Regions from separate parts of the Rattus norvegicus genome. Here regions 1 and 3 are each linked to region 2. Evidence: chromatin contacts called from public Hi-C and HiChIP or PLAC-seq data. All regions are on one chromosome and are shown on one strand. The core of a region is the stretch at or near the end of the contact, and the rest is flanking DNA. Distances in the headings are between cores, read along the strand shown. Region 1 holds the start of Pabir1 (PP2A Aalpha (PPP2R1A) and B55A (PPP2R2A) interacting phosphatase regulator 1). Region 2 overlaps Pip5k1b (phosphatidylinositol-4-phosphate 5-kinase type 1 beta). Region 3 holds the start of Pip5k1b (phosphatidylinositol-4-phosphate 5-kinase type 1 beta).

Region 1 (3,074 bases), core at 348-2,847, 190 kb after region 2:
TTATATTAGTGTGATTTACTAGAGTTACTATGAAAATTGTTAGAAAATGTCCTTATTTACTTTCATATACTTAATTTTAAAATATTTGCTGCAAAGTGTTATTTCTCCTTTTGTCGTTTTTCCCTCCCACCCACCTTTCTGCCTAGGACATTAAATATCAAGGGCTCCTGGGTAAACTAGACAACCAGTGGACTGATATCACTAACATTATTTTAGCTGTAAGAAGGTAAGTTCTTCAGTAGATGGAAAATAGCAACCATTGAAAAACACCAAAAATTAGTGTGCCATGAATTATGGAATTTTAAAACATCAGTTTACTAAACTGAAATTCAACATTTATATTTTCATCAGAACTTAATAATCCCATAAATAAATAGAGCTCTCAATTATTTAAAAAAATCAAGGGATAACATATGTATTTAGACATATTAGCAGCGTAAAATGTATGCTTCAACACACTTATTGATAAAAAGTCCGAAAATATTACTACACTGAATTCAAGGGCATCCGCAGGAACCTGACATAGAAATTCTCTAGAATAACATTTCAGGAATTTCCAAAAAGAGGGAAGAGTCAAATAGGAAACAGCTTCAACGTAATCGACAAAGTTCAGTGCTTGCTCTAACTTGATTTTTTTGTCTCTCCATTGGGGGAGGGGGATTCAAGACGAGTGAGTCACTTTGAGGAAAGTTCATCTACTGGAATAAAGGGGGAGGCTGCTTGGGCAGGCGACACAGGAGAGTCGGTGGTAGTGCTGACTTTCGCTGGTGAATTACAGGAAGATCCGGCACTGCTGCTGTTTCCATCCAGGGTATCAGAAGATACACACACTCCGGGCTCTGACAGCTGTGCAACGTCAGAAGAAAGCATGTTGGTGATGCCCTGGAAAAATCTCTTTGGCTGATAATCAGTTTCCATTTCACATTTTCTTTTCAATGGTCCAAGAACACTTGGTCTAATGCAGTTGATGGGACTCTGGCTTCTCCGGGTAGTAAACCGGGTGGTTGGGCTGGGAATAGGACTTGGAGGCAATCCGTTGCTACTCACAAAACTTTGCAAGGACGGTGAAAAACACTGCTTCCCAATTCCCCGGGTGGGTGACGGTGCTGGAGACACCGGAATGAAATCGATGCGCTTTGGAGAGGCGGATTTCTCCACGTCGTTGTCACTCAGGCTGAAACTTTCCTCCCAGGAGTGGCTTATCTGCATTGCGGTCTGCACCTCGCGCTCGTGGACCGTCTCTCGGTTGATCAGGTCCATGCCCTCCTCTTGTTTGATCTGGTGCAGGCGGCTGCTGTGCATTCGGACCGGCGAGGCCGGGAGCAGCAGGCCGTGGCGGCTCGGGAACGTCGTGCTGTTCCTCCTGGCGCTAGGCGCCTCGGCCTGGAACACCGGCGAGGAGTCGCTGAGGCCGTGGATGAGGGGGGCGCTGTTAGACCTCCGGAGGCCCCCGCTGCCCGGGCCGCCGCCTTCCGCTGGGCTAGCGCCCGTGCCCGCGGGCAGCTCCAGGTCCAGTTCCATCTTCTCCTGAGCCATGTCGCGGCAGGGAGGCGGGGGCGGTGCTCAGTCAGGGCCCTGGGACTCCCATTCCCCGCGGCCCAAGGCCGCCGCCGCCGCCGCCTTCGAGAATCTGTCAGAGGGCTCACGCCTCTGCGCATGCGTGTCCCTTCGCGCAGGCGTCCTGACACGCTCGTTCTTGAGGCGCCAGCTTAATGCGTCATTGCTGTGGCGCCGCGGCGGGGAAGGGGCGAGCAGTGGTTGGGCGACTCCTCTGTTCGTTCCTTCCGCAAATAATCACTGGGCGCGGGCTCGCGGGAAGGCTGGTTAGAGAGGCCGGGGCGCTCAGAAGTATATGTTTATGAAGCAAGTATGAGCTCAGAAAGATAGTCCCTTGGTGATGTGGGGCTTCATGATGGAGCACGGTCTAGCCTGGGTGGGCTTCCCGAGGGATGGAGCACAGGCTTCTGAAGTCTAAAGGAGGCAACAGCGGCGCTTTGTAAAACTGTCCTGAAAGCGGGAAACCTCTGCTGCCCAGCTAGGTGGCAGATGGGAACCAGTAGAAGAGAGTTGTTAGCCTGATGGTGGACAAGAATAGGTTCTGGTCTTTCTTGAGAACAATAAAAACTCCCAGGCGTTCTCAAAGAAGGATAGAAGGGTACAGTAGCAGCTGAACTATTGGAGCCTTAGGCTGAGATCTGAAGAATAAGACATGGGAGTAGAACCCACAGGGAAAAGGCCAAAGAGGAGGGTAATTTACCCCAGGGCTGAATCTGGGAGGGGAAAGGGAGAGAATAGTAGACTTAAGGTGATTGGGAGGAAGAAGCTTTGTGACATTTTTTTAAAGTTGTCATATTTCTGCTGCTAACCATTTACTTACTCATGCTCACTCGGTATGGGAATTCAATGAAAGAAAAAAAATGCACACATTTAAAGAATAACAGGTTTTGGTTTATGTAATTAATACAAAACTTTGTATCTCATTAAATAGAATTGTATTTGTTCATTTATTCAGTCAACTCTCCTATCCGGGCACACCTACTTACTGTATTAGGAAATGAGACTTGTGTGAGGTCATTCACTTGCTACTGGATGGGAGTGGGGATTGACAAAATAGGAGACTTTTGGTGTTAAGTGTTTGGGAGAAAAGTGGGATGGTGTGGTCTAGCACTACTGATGGAAGTTAAGGGACAATTGGGCAGAGTTAAGTTGTAAGTTACAAATCCTGTGGACTGCAGAAGGTGGGGGCAGGACCAAGCGTTCCAACCAATGCTTAAGGGCCAACAGACCCACTGGCTTGGCGACGAACAGGAAAGAAAAAGCAAGATGGAGACAGTGATCTTGGAGGGCAAAGGACTGAGCACCTAGTCCTTTGATGAGAAGACACTGAGCAGTGTTAGGCAAGGGAATAATAGGCTTGTGCTTTGTTCATCTGTTATGGTTTGAGATGGAGTCTCACTAAGTCGTTGCTCGGGCTAATCTCAAACTTCTGGGCACCAGTGATTCACCTCAGCCCCGAAGGAAGTAGGACAAAGCTATACAGTGCCACACTCAGCTTGGTTTATGTTTTAAACACT
Region 2 (3,425 bases), core at 817-3,316:
TTCCCATCAACATTGATCTTTTTAGGGTTTTTTTTTTTTTTTGGTGAAAAATTCTTTAAGGTTTATTTTCCCTTTTTGTGAATGAGCACTTTGTTCACATGCCCATGCCTGGTGTCCTTGGAGGTCAAAAGAGAGCCTCAGAGTCACAGGAATTGGAGTTACAGACAGTTGTGAGCTGCCAAGTGGGTGCTGGGAATCTGCAAGAGCAGCAAACGCTCTTACCCTGCCAAACGCTCCGATCCCCTTCAAATCTTTTCACGAACCTTGGAATAAAAGGCTTTCGATGGAGGCATCCCCTGGCTCCCCATACCTTTTCTCACACTGTTTCCTGAGAACACCTGCATATCTGTATATACACACATACACATATACTATGCAACACATTATATATTGTATATTACACACATACATGCTATATTATGAATGTATATGACATTATATACATTAAAACACACATAATTTGTAGCTACAAAATAATATATACATGTATATTATACAACATATATGTTATATTATGATGTGCATGTCATTATATATTATATAACACATAATATATATGCTATATTATAATGTATATATCACCACACATTATATAACATATATGTTATCGTGTATGTATTATATATGTTATATGCCATATAATATATGTATATATTATTTTGTAACTACAAATTGTGTTTGAGTTCTAATCCCACCACGCACACATCATATATCCATTAGCATTCCATATTACCCCCTCTTTGCCTTCTCTCCCTTCATCTTCTGTCTCTCACTTTGTATTGGACACTTAAAAGATAAATCTTCACCCATTTCATAACGGCTGCTAAAACTTATATTCTATCTTACAATGACACCTAGAATTTTGTTTCCTCCGTGAGTTGCCTCCAAAATTAAGAGATCCATACACAGAGTTCATGCTACTGAGGCTATGTAAATACTGGCTAATGCCAGGCCAATGGCGAGTTAGCATGATATTTTTGTCTCTGGGCACAGTATCATGATTGCTGGGCCCTGCCAAGAAAAAAGTTGCTGGTGTCAAGGCTACAAGGCTCAGTTGAGACTCTGGCTTCCTCTTCACCTTTGCATAAAAAATTCGTGCCACCCTTAAGGCTGCCCTGTGTTATAGAGCTTTTGTCTTTTAAAGCTGACTGTACTGGGGGGGGAACCCCCAAGGTTTCTATAGGAAGTGTAGAAGCCGAGCATAGGCCCTGCTTCTGTGAAGGCTTGGTATGAGGCAGGGCGGGTCATCATCTGGGCACAGAAACCTGGCTCCTCACCTCTAGAGGAATCCTGCCAGCCCATCTCACAGAATCACTCAAGGCACCAAGCCCCACTATGTGTGCGAGAGAAAGGCCAACTGGAAAGAAGGCCTTTCGTTCCCAACATAGGGAGGGAAGCAGCACCATCCTTTCAGCTCCGGAATCATGCCTTGCCCTTTGATGAGGTCTCTTTGCATGGATGGATTTATCACAAGGGCCTGGAAGGGACTCCTGCTTTGGTATTTGTAGCTTTGCTACTGTAACATTAACCACTAACACTGGGAGCAGAGAGCTCTCTGTACAGGGAAAACCTGAAATATAGTTGAGACTCCCTTGGCTGCCAAATCTCATTCAGTCCTAGAGCCACATGCTGCTTTTGTTTCCATAATGCCCAGGTGGGAAGGGAGGGTCAAAAATGCCACCCTGAGCTATACTCTGATGGGGGAGGGGAGAGGCTGTTGCTTTTCTCTGGGACTGGCACCAGACTTCCCATTGCATGCTGGGAGATGTCCCTCCAAGACAGAATCCCAACACGCGGTGCTTTTCAGCTAAGAGAGGAGGAATGTTCACAGGGTTACCCAAAAGACCCAGGAACTTGGGAGGCATTGACAGTGCCTGCAGCTTCCACACTGTCTACTGTCCAGACCCCTAAATCACTTCTGCCGGTGGGGGCACTGCCTTTCAGAGAGTGCCTGTCTTTTTCCTCCTGCAGTCAGAAGCAAGGCTGCTGTTGTTCCTCAGCTCTGCTCCTGCTATTTTTAGGCCAGCAGACTGCCTGTTTCCAGCCAGAGTGCAGAGCAGCAGGCAACCTCAAGTACTGATTGATGGTTGCCTGTGGCTGCAGGGCATGGCTTAACCTCCCTGTGTACAGGGCATAAAGCCTGCTGCAGAGACAGCACAAAGCTGGGGCTTAGAACTGACAGACAGAAAGAGAACGAAACAGGAAGGGCCTGCTGCTCAGAGAGCTGGCCTCAGAAGCGAGCTGCTTCCCTTTGAGAGGAGCCAGCACAGTGTGGATGGTGACCCCTCCGGGAACTTCACCATCTCACAGGCATTGGTCTTTCTAGCAGCCCAGCCCAGACAGACACACGTGCACGCACATACGTGCCCATTAAAGCTGGTAGTTAGCTACATAGCTGTAATCATGTTTTACATTATAAAGACCCCGCTAAGGCCAAGCTGCTTGCTCTGTACTTGTACCTGGCAGCCTTAAGTCTATGCTGTTTAAACACAGGTCACCTGGACTTAAACCCAGGTCCAACCCTGGAGCAACAATAAATAAATCTGGTCTCAATCCATCCAGTCTCTGCTGAGAATCAGCCCGTCTGTCTGGTGTTTCTAAGAGACTCTGGGTCCCAGCAACAATGGTTCCATTAATAAGGAAGAGTAAGAGAAAAACGGGCAAGTGACAGATTGTTCTAAGTGACATCTTATTGGGCCTTGTCAAAAGCAGTAGGAATAAATGATGCTTTCTGGTTTTAAGAATATTAGGAATTGAAGCGAGGGTTTCAAAAGGGGGACATAAGCATTCTACCACGGACTACAGACCGCCTCAAGGTGGGTATATACGTGCTAAGGGCCAGAGGGGCTGCTCAACGGTGATGCTGCACACCTTTAATACTTGGGAGGCATGAGTTCAAGGCTAGCCTGACTGCATACTGGGTTTGGGGCTAGCCCTGGCTACCAATGAGAATTTTCTTAATTCTCTTAAATAATCAATCGCTCTCTAATTACATTTCAATAACGATCTATCAACATTAAAAAAGTTTCTACTTTTTGATTTACAAAATTGTAAACCATTCAAAGACATATTGATAGTCTACTTCACACCAGGTACGAAAGCAAAAGGCGAGTTGGTAAATAGTTCGGACATGGCTAGGCCTTCAGCAGAGAAAACTTTCAAAAAAAAAGTTGGAAGAACATTTTAAATGTTGATGGATACATATGCACAAACATACACACACAAACAGACACACACACACTATATATGCATACTACAGAACATTATACAGTCTTGAAAAAGAAGGAAACCCTGGCATTTATGACCACACAGATAGACTTACTGGGTGTTATGCATAGTGAAATAAGACAGACATAGAAGAAGAAATACAGAATGGCTTTGCCTTGGTGCAGAATTTTGAAATGTCCAACTCATAAAACCAGGGA
Region 3 (3,165 bases), core at 17-2,516, 250 kb after region 2:
TTCAGTAGACACGAAGAAAAAAATTCACTGACCTACCCAAACAACTTCTCTGGTACAGGTTTCTATCCAAGCATGCTGTGCACCGCAAACAGCCGGCTTGAGAGGGTGGGGGTAAGAAATGAGAACATTCTCATCTGCATAGATGAGAGATAAGCAGACATTTGTTGTCTTCGGTTCTGATGACTCCTGGCACCAGAGTGGCAAATCCAACTCCAGCACTATCCCCATCCCCCCCCCCCCGCCCCCGCCCCCGCCCCCACCCCCTCCCACTCCAGATGTTGAAGCGCCACATTGACAGACCAGTGGAGACAGGGGACTGTAAAAGTCGGTGCCTATTTTCAGGCTGGAACTGTATTTCACCTGTTCCACCCGGCGCCAGAGCCAGAAACCACTAGAACACCGACTCGCGGAAGCCCCTCTGGACAACCCAGGGGCGCCTAACAAGTTCGCTGCTGTTAGTAGCAGGGGAGAAAGACTGGAGACCTCTCTTGCAGCAACCGAACTTAGCAGGTTCCCCAGAAAGAAGGGAGGGGTCTCTGCCTAAGTGAGCAGGAGGGATCACCCGGTGTCACTGCGGCCCTAGGGATCAGGGTAGCGAGCTGGTCGGTGCCCACGGGGACTGCGCAGCTGTGGCCCCCGAAGGAGCGAAGGTCTTGGTTTGACGACCACGGGCGCCCCCTCCATGTCACCCCCAGCACAACTCAGACAGGCAAAGTGGCAGGGTGGAGAGCAGGTCAGGTCCCAACAGAGCCACAGAGCCACAGAGCCTCAGGCGCGGCGGCAGAGAGGGTGTAGGCAGGGTTGCCGGGGACGCGCAGGAAACTTACCTCCTCCGGCCGGCGTGCTGGAGCCTTGGCGGCCGAGACCAGTTGCGCCACCGCGGGCAAGTTGTCGGGATGTCGTGGGTTCCCGGGTGGCTGCTGCAGGCGGGGCGGAGCTGGGGCAGCGGCCGGGGAAGGGGGGCGGGCAGGTGCCGGGCTCTGCCGCGGGGCCACACTGGGCTCGGACGCGCGGTGACGGGGACGCGCGGCTGCGAGTGTGCAATGCGCGCGCGCCGCGGCCGGTGTGCGTGTCCCCGCGTTCCCCTTCCCGCCGCTCCTCTGGCCGGCAGAACGGCAAGCGGACCACTAGGACCAGGCAGCCCCCGGCAGCGCGGCGAGGCGAGATCCGGGATGGAGGCCGAGGAGTGGTGGCACCCCGCAGCCTCGGGCCCCCGCACGGCGTGCCGGAGTCCGAGCGGGGCGGGCAGCGAGCAGGCTGCACGGCGGCCTCGACTCCCGGAGGCTGCAGGCCCCGCCCGCCGGCCGCCCAGGCTCTTCCCCTTTTCTCTCCACCCCCTGCTCTGTCCCGCACGCCCTGCAAGGAAGCCAGACCGGTTTGCAGCAGCCGAGCGGCCCGCAGTAGGACCTAACGATTGAGTCAGTGCGTGGGAGATTGTGCGTCCGGGCCGCTGCCCGCAGCCAGGACCCAGAGCAGGGTGAAGCGGCTCATTGGAATTAACAGGATCTTCTAAAGCTCCAGAGCTTCTAGGTGCTTCTCAGAGTCTCAGTGGGGCGGACTGTGTTGGGGTAGGGCGTACCCCTGCCCCAGGCCACCAGTAAGGCTATGCCAGAGGACTCCTCTTCCTTGAAGAACCAGCACTTAAGCAAGCAGAGCCCTCCCCCACTCCCCTTTACGAGGAAGGGACGCGCAAAGGTTCTGAGACCACACTTGTCTCCTTTCTAAGGATATCAGATGCACTCAAGAAGGAAGATCTATCCAACAGGTAGGGGTAGGCTAGTGAGGGGTCCCGCGCAAATAAACTGCAGTGGAGCGCGCCTGCTGGAGCCACTTGGAATCTCACCTAGGTTAGTTTAGCTGCGAAGAGGCTAGGAACTAGATCTAAAGATCCGTTTGGGGTTGCGCTGTTCTGAACGCTAAAATTAAATTGGGTCGAAGCAAGTGGTATATTTCAGCTTCATCACTTCCTTCCACTTTCCCCTTCCCAAACAAAGCAAAACAAAACACTGTGGGAAAAACATCTTGCGTTCTGTCCCGGGAAGACCAGCATTTAATGACCCTTGCTTGAGGACACTACCTCGAGGCTCTCTGCAAAGTGCACCTGCAGGCAGTTTTGAAATCTTTTAACAACCCCACCCCCACCCCCAACTCGAGTGAGTTTGTCGCGGTTTAGTGTCAGCCTGGAATGAAGCATAAAAATTCCTTTATAATAAAAATGCATTGTTCTTAAGTGTTATTGAAGTAAAGCTGACAAGTCAAATAGATGTGTATTTTTATGGACTATATATCTCCAGTGTTCTTCCTGGTGTGTATGACCGCTACCAGCGATATAGGGCATCACTAACTTAGGACTTGGGTCCTGGCATCCTGAACTTATTAAAGCACAGAGTAAGAGCATGTGTGTGGTCCAGCTAGCACGCTTTTCAAATGAGAAAACCTTAACTCAGAGACATCCGGTAACTCACAAGTAACACAGTTTTTCTTACTCTTAGTCCTTGAACAAAAAGTAACAGCAATACTGACTTAACAGAGTTCAAGACCTGGCCAGTGGAGGGGACAGAAGAGAAAGAGCAGCAGATCAAAGATCAAAGAACCTAGCAACCAACTGCTGTGAATCACTGTATAGGGGGCAGCATCACACCGCTGTGAGCCTGAGCCTCGGACAAGCTGGAATCTGGAAGTGGGGAATCAGTCTCCCTGTCGTGTGTCTCAGACCTCCACTCTGAAATTCAAGGAGTGGGAAGTGGATTTGCCTCCTGGAGAGGCGATGCCGTAGGGGATATGAAAACAGGCAAAGCCAAATCTAAAGACCCCGCAGTGGATCAAAAGCGGTCTGAGGCATTGTGCTCACACACCCCAATCCTGTGCCTCCTCCACACAGCTGCTTTCTCCATTAGTACCTAGACTGCTTTTTGTAATCACCAAGGCAAACAGCCTTGGGCTTCTGTAGTGAAGTCCCAAAGCGTACAGGACATTTAGAGAGCCAACGTGGTGAAACTGGACTCTAAGAAATTCCATAAGAACCTTCATACTTCACTGTTAGTTCCATGTATGGAAAAAAAAAAAACCCTTCCTGATTCTACTTCTGTCAGTGGGCATTCAGAAGAGTCATCCTCTATTGGAAATAAAAGATCATCAATGCCACTAGCAATAGTGACTTGGCCA

The links. Hi-C and Micro-C count contacts between places; a contact is called where the count stands out from the background. HiChIP or PLAC-seq counts read pairs in DNA pulled down with a chosen protein or histone mark.
Region 1: an H3K27ac HiChIP or PLAC-seq map of oligodendrocytes shows a contact between it and region 2, with 8 times the contacts expected there. The contact joins the promoter of Pabir1 here to the enhancer-like site in region 2. A contact is called at or near these places in 5 of 12 Hi-C or Micro-C datasets (the A7r5 cell line, Schwann cells, frontal cortex and 2 more) and 1 of 1 datasets of contacts at active chromatin or transcription factors (oligodendrocytes).
Region 3: a Hi-C map of Schwann cells shows a contact between it and region 2, with 5 times the contacts expected there. The contact joins the promoter of Pip5k1b here to the enhancer-like site in region 2. A contact is called at or near these places in 8 of 12 Hi-C or Micro-C datasets (the Rat2 cell line, Schwann cells, frontal cortex and 4 more) and 1 of 1 datasets of contacts at active chromatin or transcription factors (oligodendrocytes).

What each region holds. Positions count from the first base shown.
Region 1 is chr1:231,541,120-231,544,193 of GRCr8, forward strand. It overlaps Pabir1 (PP2A Aalpha (PPP2R1A) and B55A (PPP2R2A) interacting phosphatase regulator 1), which reads right to left and starts at 1,598. Exons shown (of 1, transcript NM_001014029.1): 1 at 292-1,598. The coding sequence starts at 1,536. The coding sequence ends at 676. All of the region lies in intron 1 of Pip5k1b (phosphatidylinositol-4-phosphate 5-kinase type 1 beta), which reads right to left. It also overlaps the pseudogene Dynlt1-ps1.
Region 2 is chr1:231,355,140-231,358,564 of GRCr8, forward strand. All of the region lies in intron 13 of Pip5k1b (phosphatidylinositol-4-phosphate 5-kinase type 1 beta), which reads right to left. Among named protein-coding and RNA genes, the nearest start is that of Fxn, 33 kb to the left of the region's middle. Within about 2 kb of position 2,067, at least 51 of the 93 cell types and tissues checked have an H3K27ac peak or open chromatin away from gene starts, as enhancers often do. A contact at or near this core is called in Schwann cells, where this site is marked.
Region 3 is chr1:231,608,826-231,611,990 of GRCr8, forward strand. Pip5k1b (phosphatidylinositol-4-phosphate 5-kinase type 1 beta) reads right to left here and starts at 1,267. Exons shown (of 15, transcript NM_001012743.1): 1 at 828-1,267.